2 separate regions of the Mus musculus genome follow, and region 2 is linked to region 1. A link is a contact called in public promoter capture Hi-C data. All regions are on one chromosome and are shown on one strand. The core of a region is the stretch at or near the end of the contact, and the rest is flanking DNA. Distances in the headings are between cores, read along the strand shown.

The links. Promoter capture Hi-C pulls out the DNA fragments that hold promoters and counts their contacts.
Region 2: a contact with region 1 is called in a promoter capture Hi-C map of macrophages, with 10 read pairs. The contact joins the promoter of Ccl9 here to the promoter of Ccl5 in region 1. A contact is called at or near these places in 2 of 39 promoter capture datasets (cranial neural crest and macrophages), 1 of 15 datasets of contacts at CTCF or cohesin (the NIH/3T3 cell line), 1 of 484 Hi-C or Micro-C datasets (macrophages), 5 of 115 datasets of contacts at active chromatin or transcription factors (CD8 T cells, the HPC-7 cell line, double positive thymocytes and 2 more) and 3 of 9 other capture datasets (adipose tissue, liver and pancreatic islet).

What each region holds. Positions count from the first base shown.
Region 1 is chr11:83,528,145-83,534,294 of GRCm38.p6, reverse strand. Ccl5 (chemokine (C-C motif) ligand 5) reads left to right here and starts at 3,777. Exons shown (of 3, transcript NM_013653.3): 1 at 3,777-3,909; 2 at 5,028-5,139. The coding sequence starts at 3,834. It overlaps Gm32650 (a long non-coding RNA gene), which reads right to left. Exons shown (of 4, transcript XR_880077.3): 3 at 971-1,730.
Region 2 is chr11:83,575,144-83,581,293 of GRCm38.p6, reverse strand. Ccl9 (chemokine (C-C motif) ligand 9) reads left to right here and starts at 2,658. Exons shown (of 4, transcript NM_011338.2): 1 at 2,658-2,905; 2 at 4,848-4,919; 3 at 5,343-5,451; 4 at 5,799-6,150. The coding sequence starts at 2,830. The coding sequence ends at 5,910.

The DNA of each region.
Region 1 (6,150 bases), core at 2,528-5,027:
GTGAGCGGCAGAGAGGTGAGGGCATGGAGAGATGGTGGTCAGAGGGTACACAAGGCTGCAATCAGGGTGAACAAACAAGTCTGCAGATCTAAAACATAGCATGGGGACTGCGATTAGTCACACCGTGCGGGCACCGGAAATTTGCTGAGAGATTTCAGGTGCTCATACCACATAAATATAAAGTAGAGGCTATGTGTAGAGACGCATGTGTTCATCTGTCTGTTGTAAATATGTCAGAGTTTTGCCATACACCATAAATATACACTGTTTTGTTTTAAAAATATAAATAGAAAATAAATAATAGATCCAGCTTTTCAACTCCAGGGAGCCCAGGTACCTAGTCAATATGACATAGGAAATGATTAACACTAACTCACTGTTGATTTCGTATCTATCCTATCTAAAACATAGGCTGAAAAGCAGGGAAGAATCCAAAAGACAAACAGGATAAGCTACTGAGAAACTGCACAGATTCTGAGCTGGTTAATCTGGCCACTGAGGATACGATGAAAGCGGTGACGTTTTTTTTACTAGTTTTTAGAGAACTGAGCAGACATGCTTGTCATGTGTGCTCAGGGCTGGAGAGATGGCTCAGTGGTTAGGAGCACTGGCTGCTCTTCCAGGGGGCCCAGGTTTGATTCCCAGCACCTACACTGGTCAGCTTACACCTGACTGTAACTCCATTTCTAGGAGATCCAACACCCTCTTCCAGACTCCAAGGGCACTGAACACACATGGGACACTTACTGACAAGCAGGAACACACACACACACACACACACAAATGAAAATAAGTAAATAAATTTGTAAAAGATACTATGCTCACAGAGTTAAGAGACAATGCTGTAATGTCAACACCACAGAGAATGAGGAAGTAAATTTAAGGTCAACTGGGTTTCAGTATGAGCAACAGAAAAGACAAAAGACAAGGCCAGTAAAAGGTGGTTCACAATTAAGGAGTATATATTTACTTGTGTGTAGTCTGTCTGCCTTCTGCTACTCCATCCCAGAGCCTTCACAAGAGTTGCTGGATTTCTGTAGAAACAATGAAGGGTGGTGGAAAGTGGTCACTCATTCAGTGAGGTCTACCACTGCAAGTCACGGCCATAAGCTATGTACTTCACCTCTCTAAGCTTGACCCAACCTCCTCAAAGGCTCAGACTCAGAATCCTCCTGCCTTAGCCTCCCAAGTGGGTGTGCTAGTATACATTTGTAAATGGACAAGGTGGATGTGGTAGTACACAATTGTAAATCCCAGTATTTAGGAGCACCGGCAAGAGGATTGCTGTGAGTATCGAGTCCAGCCTGGTCCATATAACAAGTTCAGTCTAGCCATGGCTACATAGAAAGAACCTGTCTGTCTCAAAAAGAAATCTGGAAAACAAAACCAAACATTGCTCTTTCCAATGTCTAGTTTTGTCTAGATTCTTATCTCTTACTCACAAACCAATTTCAGACCCTACCCCCTGACTAAATTATCACTAATTCTCAATTGGAGATGCATCCAATCCTTTGGCGTGAGTGAGCCCCCACCCCCACCCCGTCTCTAAGGAGTCCCTATCCTTTACTATCCAGTTATACTAAATAGACAGTGAACCAAAATGAGACACACTACAGTTGGCTTCCGGTCCCAGTGTTTTCATTCATCTGCAATGTGTTCTGAGCCAGTTACTCCTCTCTGAGCCTCACTTTCTCCCTCTGCAGCAGAGAAAGAGCACTCCACTGTTATGCCTGGGTAGAGAAAAAAATTAGTGAAAAAAAAAATAGGAAAACTTCCCCGATGCCCCCTAAACTTTCTGTCTTCCATAGCCTTTGTGCACAAGACTGTAGAGATGAGTTGGTGGATACATTTATCCACTAACGTCATGGTGATGTCATGGTCATGATGAAAACAAGAAGTACTCCTTAGAAGAATCATCCCAGCTCTTATTTTCTGAAGGAAAAGCCTCCAGTGTCCAGCTGAGATGCACTGTCCTAGTCATGGGGGGAGGGGGGACTCCCACCCCTTCAGAACTTATCCCCCCTCAGGAAATCCTCTCATACGTAACACTTGAGATCAGACTGTGCCCAATTCTATCTTGGTGTTGTGTAAAACAACAGTTTTACAAGTTGTGCCTTTCCCTGGGAGACTCCATTGCACAAGTAGTTTTAACTACATTCTGAATGCAAACACAGAGATGGGGTGACTCTGTACCTTGGTGGGCACTCTGTCTGGCACCAACCATAGGCACAGATGGTTAATAACTTTTGTCTAAATGTATAAAAGGATGACATCCCAAAAATGTATTTAAAAAAAATGAAAAACAAACAGGACAGACTTGGGACCATATGAGCACATCAGTATGTTTAAATCATCTAAAAACAAATAGGTCCAAGAACTTACTGAATGCATCAGCACTCTCACCTGGACCCCATAAAGAGAAGAGCTAACATCATGATGGTAACAGCCTCCACCAGCCTGTCATCTGGCCACATGGTGTGTGTGTCACAGGACTGACAGCCAGAGAATTGCAGACTGTCCCAGGAGTTGGAGCTTAGATCCATTCCCACTGTGGCACGCCTTCTGGAACTACCACCCGCTGGCCCATCCACTTGGACCTGCCATCCGTTTGCTTTCCCATTGTCTATCTTGACCCAGCCTCCCATTCCCCTCCACTGCATCCATGTTCTTTACATTTTGCTCCTATGCTGGGACTAGACTGTGACGTTCAGCTCTGACCTGTGGCCCTGAAGCTTGACTCTGGACTAGGCACCTCAACAAAGAATAAGGCGGAGACTGATTGAATGCTAAGCATCCTCCTGTGCCCACCATTCACACACTGATTGAATGTTAGGCATCCTCCTGTGCCCACCATTCACACACATGCGCACATACACATGCACACACATGCACACACACATGTACACACATGCACACACATGCACACACATATGTACACACACATGTACACACACACATGCACACACACATGCACACACACACACACACACACACACACACACACACACACTTTTTTTAAATCTTTATTTCCACAGAGATTCTTTGTAGCCCTATCAGATCCCTTGACTCCTAGACAAACAGACAGACAGACAGACAATAAATAGATATTACAGATAGATAATAGATGGACATAGAGGACACAACTCTTTTGTTCCCATCTTAGTTACTAATGTTAACTCTCAGATCACATGTCACACACTAAGTGTAAGTATGCCTATATCTACCTAGTTATCTGGGAATCAGGATTACCTGGCAAATTCCTTACAACAAATCTCCTATACCTTGTTAACTTATTGTTATCAATGACACAAGTGTGGTCTGTTTCTGATATGGTATGCTCATGACAAATACTCTTCCATGGAGAAAACAGAAAGACCAAAATCAAGTCTGGGCTACAACTTGGGAATTTGCCAAGTGAAGACCAATGGCTTGACCTTAACTGACCCCTACTTGCCTTAAGACAACAGCTCCCTGCTACCTGGAGAGGCCCTGAGTGGGACGGCAGATCTGAGGGGGAGGGGGAGGGGGAGGAAGAAATTTTCCCCTACTGTATTTGGCCAGAGAGGGAGTCATCCTGGACTGGAGGGCAGTTAGAGGCAGAGTCATACTTCCAAGGGTGATTTCAGTTTTCTTTTCCATTTTGTGTTTTCATTTTATGACAGCAACAAGTGTTTGGTGTCTTTTGTGGAAACTCCCCAAGTCCTGGGGCTGGGGGGGGGCACTTCCTCTGCTACCCTGGCTCCCTATAAAAGGTCTGCCTGAGCTGCAGAGCACCCCTTGCAGAGGACTCTGAGACAGCACATGCATCTCCCACAGCCTCTGCCGCGGGTACCATGAAGATCTCTGCAGCTGCCCTCACCATCATCCTCACTGCAGCCGCCCTCTGCACCCCCGCACCTGCCTCACCATGTAAGTCGAGGGTTCTGACCATCACAGCCCCACTCTGCCTCGATGCCAACCCATCTTGATACCCAGACCTCCCCTTCTTTCCAATCCTACTGTGTATGCTGCTGTACATTCTTACGCATCCTTGACACGGCTACCCTGTCATCACTGTTAGATGTCTTGTATACTAATGGCAGGATCCTCTGAGGAACTTTTCTGTGTCTTCAAAGATGATATTATGAATTCTGCAGGCACTCCTTATTGTGAACTGGTGCCGGGCTGACCTTTGAAAAATGACTTGCTCATATCTGTCACCAGTGTGGTTTCTAAGAAATGTGTGATACTGTTTTAGGTAGGATGGTCTTTCATTTCATAGTGAGAAAAGAAATGGGGCTTGCAAAATAAATAGGTAGATAGATAGATAGATAGATAGATAGATAGATAGATAGATAGATAGATAGTGAACTAAGTACCTACCGTGGGTCAGGCACTGTGCAAATGAGTTTAATGTGCCATCCTGTTTAATACAAATAGTCTTTCAGTAGTTGCTCTTGTGTTGCAGTGGGAAACAGAGGCCTAAGAACACTGAGATTCTTGTCTAAGGGTGCACACTGCTACAATTGTGGAAACTGGTATTCCAAAAGCCCTATCTGACTGGGAAGCTAAGCACCACAGCTCTGCTGTGGGATGAATTAAGTGACCACCAAGAGCTTCTCTGGTCAGAGCCCCTCGCTACAGGCCAGCCAGGTCCCAGGATGCTATGTGCACTTTCAGGCCCCTCTTAGGATCGTCACTAAGTTATGGAGCTTCGGCTTGGGCACTCCCCCAGAACTCATGCTACACCTCGAAGACACCAAGCTTTGAATCCACCAGGGGAGCTCTGAAAGCCCTGCTAAGGGCAGAAGGCACAGAGCGAGGAGAGGGATCCCAGCAGGGGCTTACGGTACAGAGCACAAGGCACAGGCTTGGCTCACGGACCAGACAAAACAGGCTTCTGTTGAACTCTCCACCATGGCAAATGTGTCCTCTGAGCCATTTCTGCCAAGGTCGACAACGACAGTCACTGCTTTTAAGATAAATCGTGTAAAGAGCCCAGCATAGCTGGCAATGAATAAAAGGGTTTCCTTTCTTCCTTCTCCCAGATGGCTCGGACACCACTCCCTGCTGCTTTGCCTACCTCTCCCTCGCGCTGCCTCGTGCCCACGTCAAGGAGTATTTCTACACCAGCAGCAAGTGCTCCAATCTTGCAGTCGTGTGAGTCTCAGCCCCATGGGTTCCTCTGTGGGGTATAGAAGCCATCCCACAACCCCGCCGTGATCCTTCTCAGGGGTGCCCCCTCTCACTCCCACTCACTCTCTGGGCTCCTCTAATAGCTATGGCTCCTCGTCTCCAGCTCAGAGTCTCCAACTGTAACATTAAAGGACTAGACACAGGGAGCCCTAGAGCAGCAGTTCTCAATCTGTGGGTCGGGTCCCCTTTGGCAAATCTCTATCTCCAAAAATATTGACATTACAATTCATAACAGTAACAACATTACAATTATGAAACAGTAACAAAAATAGTTTTATGGTTGGGGGTCACCACAACATGAGAAGGGCCGCAGCATTAGGAAGGTTGAGAACCGTAGCCTTAGAGGCTCCTGCCTATAGAGATAGACACAGTTCCTAGGACACCAACCTTTGCCTAATCCTCTGAGGAACTAGGGAGGATGGATCAAGGTCAGTTCCCTAATTTCAATCAAGTAAATAAAATCTAAAACCCTATCCATTTAAGAAGTTATAATGAGACTCAGCTTTAAATATGCATATTGATAGATTTGGGGAATATAATAGGGTGCTTGCTGGCATGTTGTGTCTATGTGTACTGTCTCTAAATTGTGCATAGCCCTGGCGGGTATGCACAAATTTCTCCACGTAATGAAACAGATTCAGAGGCATTTGCAGGCCTACTCAAAGCTGCACAGTAAGTGAGGGATGCAGTCTGTCTCTGGACCTACTTCCTGTATTAAAATAAAGTCATTAGTGACAGGATAGCTTAAGAAGCTTAAGATGATAACGATTTACAGAGTGAAAACGGAGAGCTGGAGAGATGGCTCCATGGTTAAGAGCACTGCTTGCTCTTGCAGAGGATCAACCTCCATCCCAACATCCACACGTTGGCTCATTCGTTACAAGGTGGCTCATTCGTTACATGGTGACTCACTCGTTACATGGTGGCTCACTCGTTACATGGTGGCTCACTGGTTACATGGTGGCTCACTCGTTA
Region 2 (6,150 bases), core at 1,409-3,908, 48 kb before region 1:
AAATGGTGCCATCACTTTCCAGATGGGTCTTCCCACTTTAATTAACAATCTCCCGTACGCATGCCCAACCTGATCTAGATAATCTTTCATTAAGACTCTCTTCCCAGTGATTCTAGGTTATATCAAGTTGCCCATTAAACTAACCAACACAATACTCACAGTGGCATTCCCCCAGCAGGGTGATTCATATTCAAGAGGTCTTGAAAGTATGGAAATAGGTCCTCTGCTTAAACCAACTCAGTGCTGTGGTTTCCTCCCACATTCCCAGCACACTTGGGGAATCACCCTCCAGACAAAGCATACAGCACCCCAGCGTTACAATCTGTCTCAGGAGGATGCAAGAATCTGTCCAGACCATAAAAGGAAACCCAGGAGGCCTGCAGAACCTGTCATGTGAAGAATGGGAAATACAAAAGAGAAGACCTTGCACATGGACATTACACTCCTGTCCAATACAAACTCAACATCAGCATAAACCACAGGAAATACAAAAGTTTAGAGCTTTTTGTTTGTTTTGTTTTTTGTTTGTCTGTCTGTTTGTTTTTGAGACAGGGTTTCTCTGTGTAGCCCTGGCTGTCCTGGAACTCACTCTGAAGACCAGGCTGGCCTCAAACTCAGAAATCTGACTGCCTCTGCCTCCTGAGTACTGGGATCAAAGGCGTGTGCCACCACTGTCCAGCAAGAGTTTATAGCTTGACTGGTCCTCCTCTCCCATCTCCATGCATGAAAGGAGCATCCCAAGAGAACATAAACACCTGGATTAAATAAGGAGCTTGATACATGATATGAAAAAGGAAGTTGGGTTGGAGAGATGGCTCAGTGGTTAAGAGCACTGACTGCCCTTTCAAAGGTCCTGAGTTCAAATCCCAGAAACCACATGGTGTCTCACAACCATCTGTAATGAGATCTGATGCCCTCTTCTGGAGTGTTTGAAGACAGCTACAGTGTACTTGTATATAATAAATAAATACAAATCTAAAAAGAAAGAAAGAAAGAAAGAAAGAAAGAAAGAAAGAAAGAAAGAAAGAAAGAAAGAAAAAAAGAAAGAAAGAAAGAGAGAAAGAGAGAGAGAAAGAAAGAAAGAAAGAAAGAAAGAAAGAAAGAAAGAAAGAAAGAAAGAAAAAAGAAAGAAAGAAAGAAAGGAAGGAAGGAAGGAAGGAAGGAAGAGGAAGTAGGAGGAAGTAAATAGGGTATAGAACCATTGGGGGAGGGGACCATAGCAAACTACTGGAGATCCAAAATACAATTAAGTCAAATTAAAAATTCTGCAGAAAGCCTTACCAGTAGAATCAGTCAAGAAAAGGACAGCATATCTGAGCTTGAAGACAAGGCACTGGGAGCAGAAAGTGTCAAGGAAAAAGATGAATTAATGAAAAGGCATGAGTTGGACTTTGGGCTATTTAATACATGAGGAGAAGATAAAGTCTAATAATCACAGATATAAAAGAGTGAAGTTCTTTCCAAATGCACAGAAAACATTTCCAGTGAAATCATAGCCAAAAAAAATTTCCTAAATTAGGCAAAGAAACATCTAATCAAATAGAGAAGTCATTTAGAACACCAAAGAGACAAGACCCAAAAAGAACTTCTTCTTGTCATATTATAATTAAAGTTATAGTACTAAGTATTCAAAACAAAGAAAATGTGTAAAAAGCATCAAGAGAGAACCACTAAGTCATGTGTCAGGAGATGTCCATCAGCGTAACAGAGAGCTTGGAGAGGCGTTCCTCAAGCTTTGGAAGACATGAACCTCCAGCCCAGGACAGTATTGCCAGCAAAGGGCTCCTTCATAACTCAAGGAGAAAGGGGATCCTCCCTTGATAGAAAGAGGCTAATGAAACTCACGAAGACTGAACCTGGGTCCTCTGAAAAAGCAACAAGTGCTCTAAACCAGTGAGCTGGCTCTTTAGCCCTCTCTTCCTATTCTATTTGACCACATCAGACTAAAACCACAAATGAACAGCAAACATTCACAAACTCACGGAGATTGGATAACTGAGTGTGTAGACCAGACTGGCCTCAAACACACACACACACCTGCCTCTGGCTCCCAAGTGCTGACACCAAGTGGTGAACACCACCCCAACCAGCCTTAGATGTTTCTTCTGACAGACGTTCTAAAGATTTTTTTTCCTCTGATGTTAAAGTATATTAAAAATATCTAAAGGGGCTGGAGAGTTGGCTCAGCGGTTAAGGACACTTGCTGGCTTCAGTTCTCAGCATCCACATGATGGCTCACAACCATCTGTAACTCTAGTACCAGGGAATTTAACACCCTCTTCTGACCTGCACAGCACTGCATGTATGTGGTAGACATACACACATGCAGGCAAAACATGGATATAAAATAAATCTTTAAAAATTAAAGAAAAATAATTAAAGAAGGAGTTGACAACAATTTTATATATCTCTGGCAAGACATATAAGTTTACTTTTATAATCTATATCTGTCGGTCAGCTGTCAATGAGCATAAGCCAGCGTCCTCCAAGCTAACCTCTCATCAGGGGTCTAGAAGGATCCCTCACTCCCACCCTGTGGCCAGAGCTAAAGGAGTGAATGAATTTTATAAAAGGAGAAATCCTTCTGGAAATATTTACTCTCTCTGAATCAATTTGAACTTTGGAAAGCCCCAAGTCACCTTTGCCCTCCACTTCCCACTGCACACTGTTCCCTCTCTTAGAACTAGCATGTTGGGTGTTATGTAGTCAAAGGAGGGCATTATGAGCTGTACCCCAGGGACTTCCTGATCCTCTTACATGTATAAATAGCAAGACCGGGCCAGGAACAGCAAGCAGTCTGAAGGCCAGCTGGGTCTGCCCACTAAGAAGATGAAGCCTTTTCATACTGCCCTCTCCTTCCTCATTCTTACAACTGCTCTTGGAATCTGGGCCCAGATCACACATGGTGAGTCCTGTGGTGGTAACTGAAAATTTGGGGGGAGTTCCAGAAGGGGCAGCATTTAATAATTTCCATCCCAGACAGAGCAATGGAATTTACTTAGTACAGACCTGCCTCTGGCTATAGCCCCTGGATCAGTGGTTCTCAACTACCGGTTGCCACCCTTTTTGGAAGTCAAACAACCTCTTCACAGGGCTTGCCTAAGACCATCAGAAAACATAGATATTTACATTATGATTCATAGCAGTAACAAAATTACGGTTATAAAGTAGTAATGAAATAACTTTATGGTTGGGGATCACCACGACATGAGGAACTGTATTAAAAGGCTGCAGCATTAGGAAGGGTCTGGTCTGGAAGCTGGTACACAAATGGCTTGCTTCCATTTGGAGAAGCAAATGTTTTCCTTTTTCATAGCTAGAATTATTTGATAACTTTTCCTAGCCAATCCTAGCTGACATTGTAGTTAGATCGAAATAACTATAATTAAAGCATACATTTGTAGAAATGAATATAAAACTCTGTGATGCTAGAGTTATTAGATGTCAGCTAGTATAGAACCATCATTTTTAAGGCATTGGGACCAGTCAGGCCAATGGCTCATCCAAGGTCACCATTTCATCTGAAGCTATGATATTTTAGTTTATGGAGGTGACCAGGGCTCAACACAGAGAGGTCCTGTGAAATAAAAGAATGTATTCCTCAACTTTTCTAAGGAGGAGAGATACATCATGTCTCACAGAGCCAAGGAGAATATTGGAGTTAGGCCAGGAGGCATAAGTAATGAAATAGAGAAACTTGTGTCAGATTCTTTATTGGAGATACTGGAAAAGAGGAAGGGCACAATGCAGGGTTCAGTTAAGATTTCCTAGACTGAAGAAGTCGAGCAGACTTTGTATATATGGATGGTCTTTAAGGATCTAGCTTTAGGAAGAGTTAGGGCAAGGGAAATACCAACATGGTGTTTGAGAATGATAAAGGTTGGGTGCTGGGCTCAGTGAGAGTTGGTTAAGAAGCAGTTAGCCCCTCCCTGTGGTCAGGATTTTAAGTATGCCAGAATACCATAATATGCAGAAAACAAAATACAGTTAGTAGAGTTAGCTATTGCTCAACTGTCCAGATGTTGATTCATTCTTCCTCTGGCATCCCTGAGGGGTGGGACAAATGGAAATGCATCATTCTTGTAGAAAAAGAAGAAGTTAGAAGACAAGCAAGCCTTGTATATATTATTGCCCTGCTCACTTTTCAAACCAGATAACTGAAACAGAGAATTGGAACAGCCTTCAATAATGTAAGACCGCATGAGTAGTGATGGGTAAGACTAAGAGGCAGATTAGTAATCATGCGTTCAAGAACAGGCACTGCTTCTTAAGATTTACTTTGGAAGCCACCCACACCACATCAAACTTGTTAAATAATAGCCGTGCACCCTACTACAGATAATTCATATGCAACCATTGAAGACATGATATAAGGGATTAGTAGTCTTGTCTTAGCACAATGCAAATTCCCAATCCTTTAGCAACAATCTTTGGGCTTCGATATATTTGGGATAAAGGATTATTATGGATTTTAAAAAGTGATACATTGCTGGATGTCACTCAACATCCCTGATGGTTTTTTCTTCAGTGTGTCCTTTAATCAGGCATTTATATAAATGTGGACTATTAGGAGCCTCATTTCACTTCAAGGGACTTTGTGTCACCAAAGGGGTTTGTGCTTCAAGTCAATAGAGTTTTTGGTTTTTTTGTTTTGTTTTGTTTTTTAAGATCCCAGAAAAATCTCATGTCACCTAAGGGGATAAATGAGTCTAGAGCAGATCCTAGACTCCAAGTGTGTGATGGTGGTCCTCAGCAGAGCCTTCTCAGCCTTGGCAAGAATCGGGGTGGGGATGGTGAGTAGAGATGCTAAGACAATGATGCTAACCTCTGCCCTCTGTCTCTTCCAGCAACAGAGACAAAAGAAGTCCAGAGCAGTCTGAAGGCACAGCAAGGGCTTGAAATTGAAATGTTTCACATGGGTAAATATTTCATTACAGCTTGTACTGAGAAGCACCAGGTGGTTGCAGATCAACACCAGAGCATCCCCCTACCCGATGACAGAACAGAACAAGGTCATGAGGGTGGTTGAGGATGCTGTCCAAAAATCTTCAAGAAGATCAGGATGGGCCATTAGTATTCCCTACAGATGTGCCTTCTCTATGCACCGAGTCTGCCTTGGGGCAGAAGTCACCTATAGGTGACTGCGCATGGCTTCCCTTCTATGGACATGTTCCCAGCCTGATTGTGGTCCACGTTAGGCCCACTCAAAGGTGCAGAAAGAGATGACAATGAGTGCAGGGTGAGGGGAAGCCTCCCCTGAGTCCCGGGGCCTTCTTATGCCCCCATGGGACCATCACCCCAGCAATGACCTGGCCTTTGAGTGCCCCCTTGTTTTCTTGCAGGCTTTCAAGACTCTTCAGATTGCTGCCTGTCCTATAACTCACGGATTCAGTGTTCAAGATTTATAGGTTATTTTCCCACCAGTGGTGGGTGTACCAGGCCGGGCATCATGTAAGTGTCAAATTCACTCATTGTGTGTTATGGGGAGGGGGAGCCTCCAGGATCTTAGATGGCCTGGTGGATAGACTTCCAGAGAAGACCCATTCTTGGATCTCACCAGGTGGGAGGGGGGATACTTCAGGGTGTAGAGAAGGAAACAGCTAGCAGAGTCACTCCATGAGTCCTTAGAGACCCTCACAGGTCTAGAGGGGGCCCCAGAGAGGGGATGATGGTGCTGAGCTACCTCCTGGAAAGAACAGACTGTTGAGTGGAAAATCAGAAGGTTCAGAGGATGGGGCTCCCACCACCCCTTTACTAGATTAACTCTGATTATAATCTTTCTTCTCCTTTTTCTTCAGCTTTATCAGCAAGAGGGGGTTCCAGGTCTGTGCCAACCCCAGTGATCGGAGAGTTCAGAGATGCATTGAAAGATTGGAGCAAAACTCACAACCACGGACCTACAAACAATAACATTTGCTTGAAGAGAAGGGTGTGAACTGCCAGCTACTTTCTTTGGTCTTCCCCAGTGACCACCTAAGTGGCTCTAAGTGTTTATTTTTATAGGTATATAAACATTTTTTTTTTCTGTTCCACTTTAAAGTGGCATATCTGGCTTTGTCACAGAGGGGAAACTTGTCTGTGCCAACCCCAGTCATCTGAAAACTCAGATGCCTGGAAGGTCTGAAGCTGACCTCAATGACTACACATAAT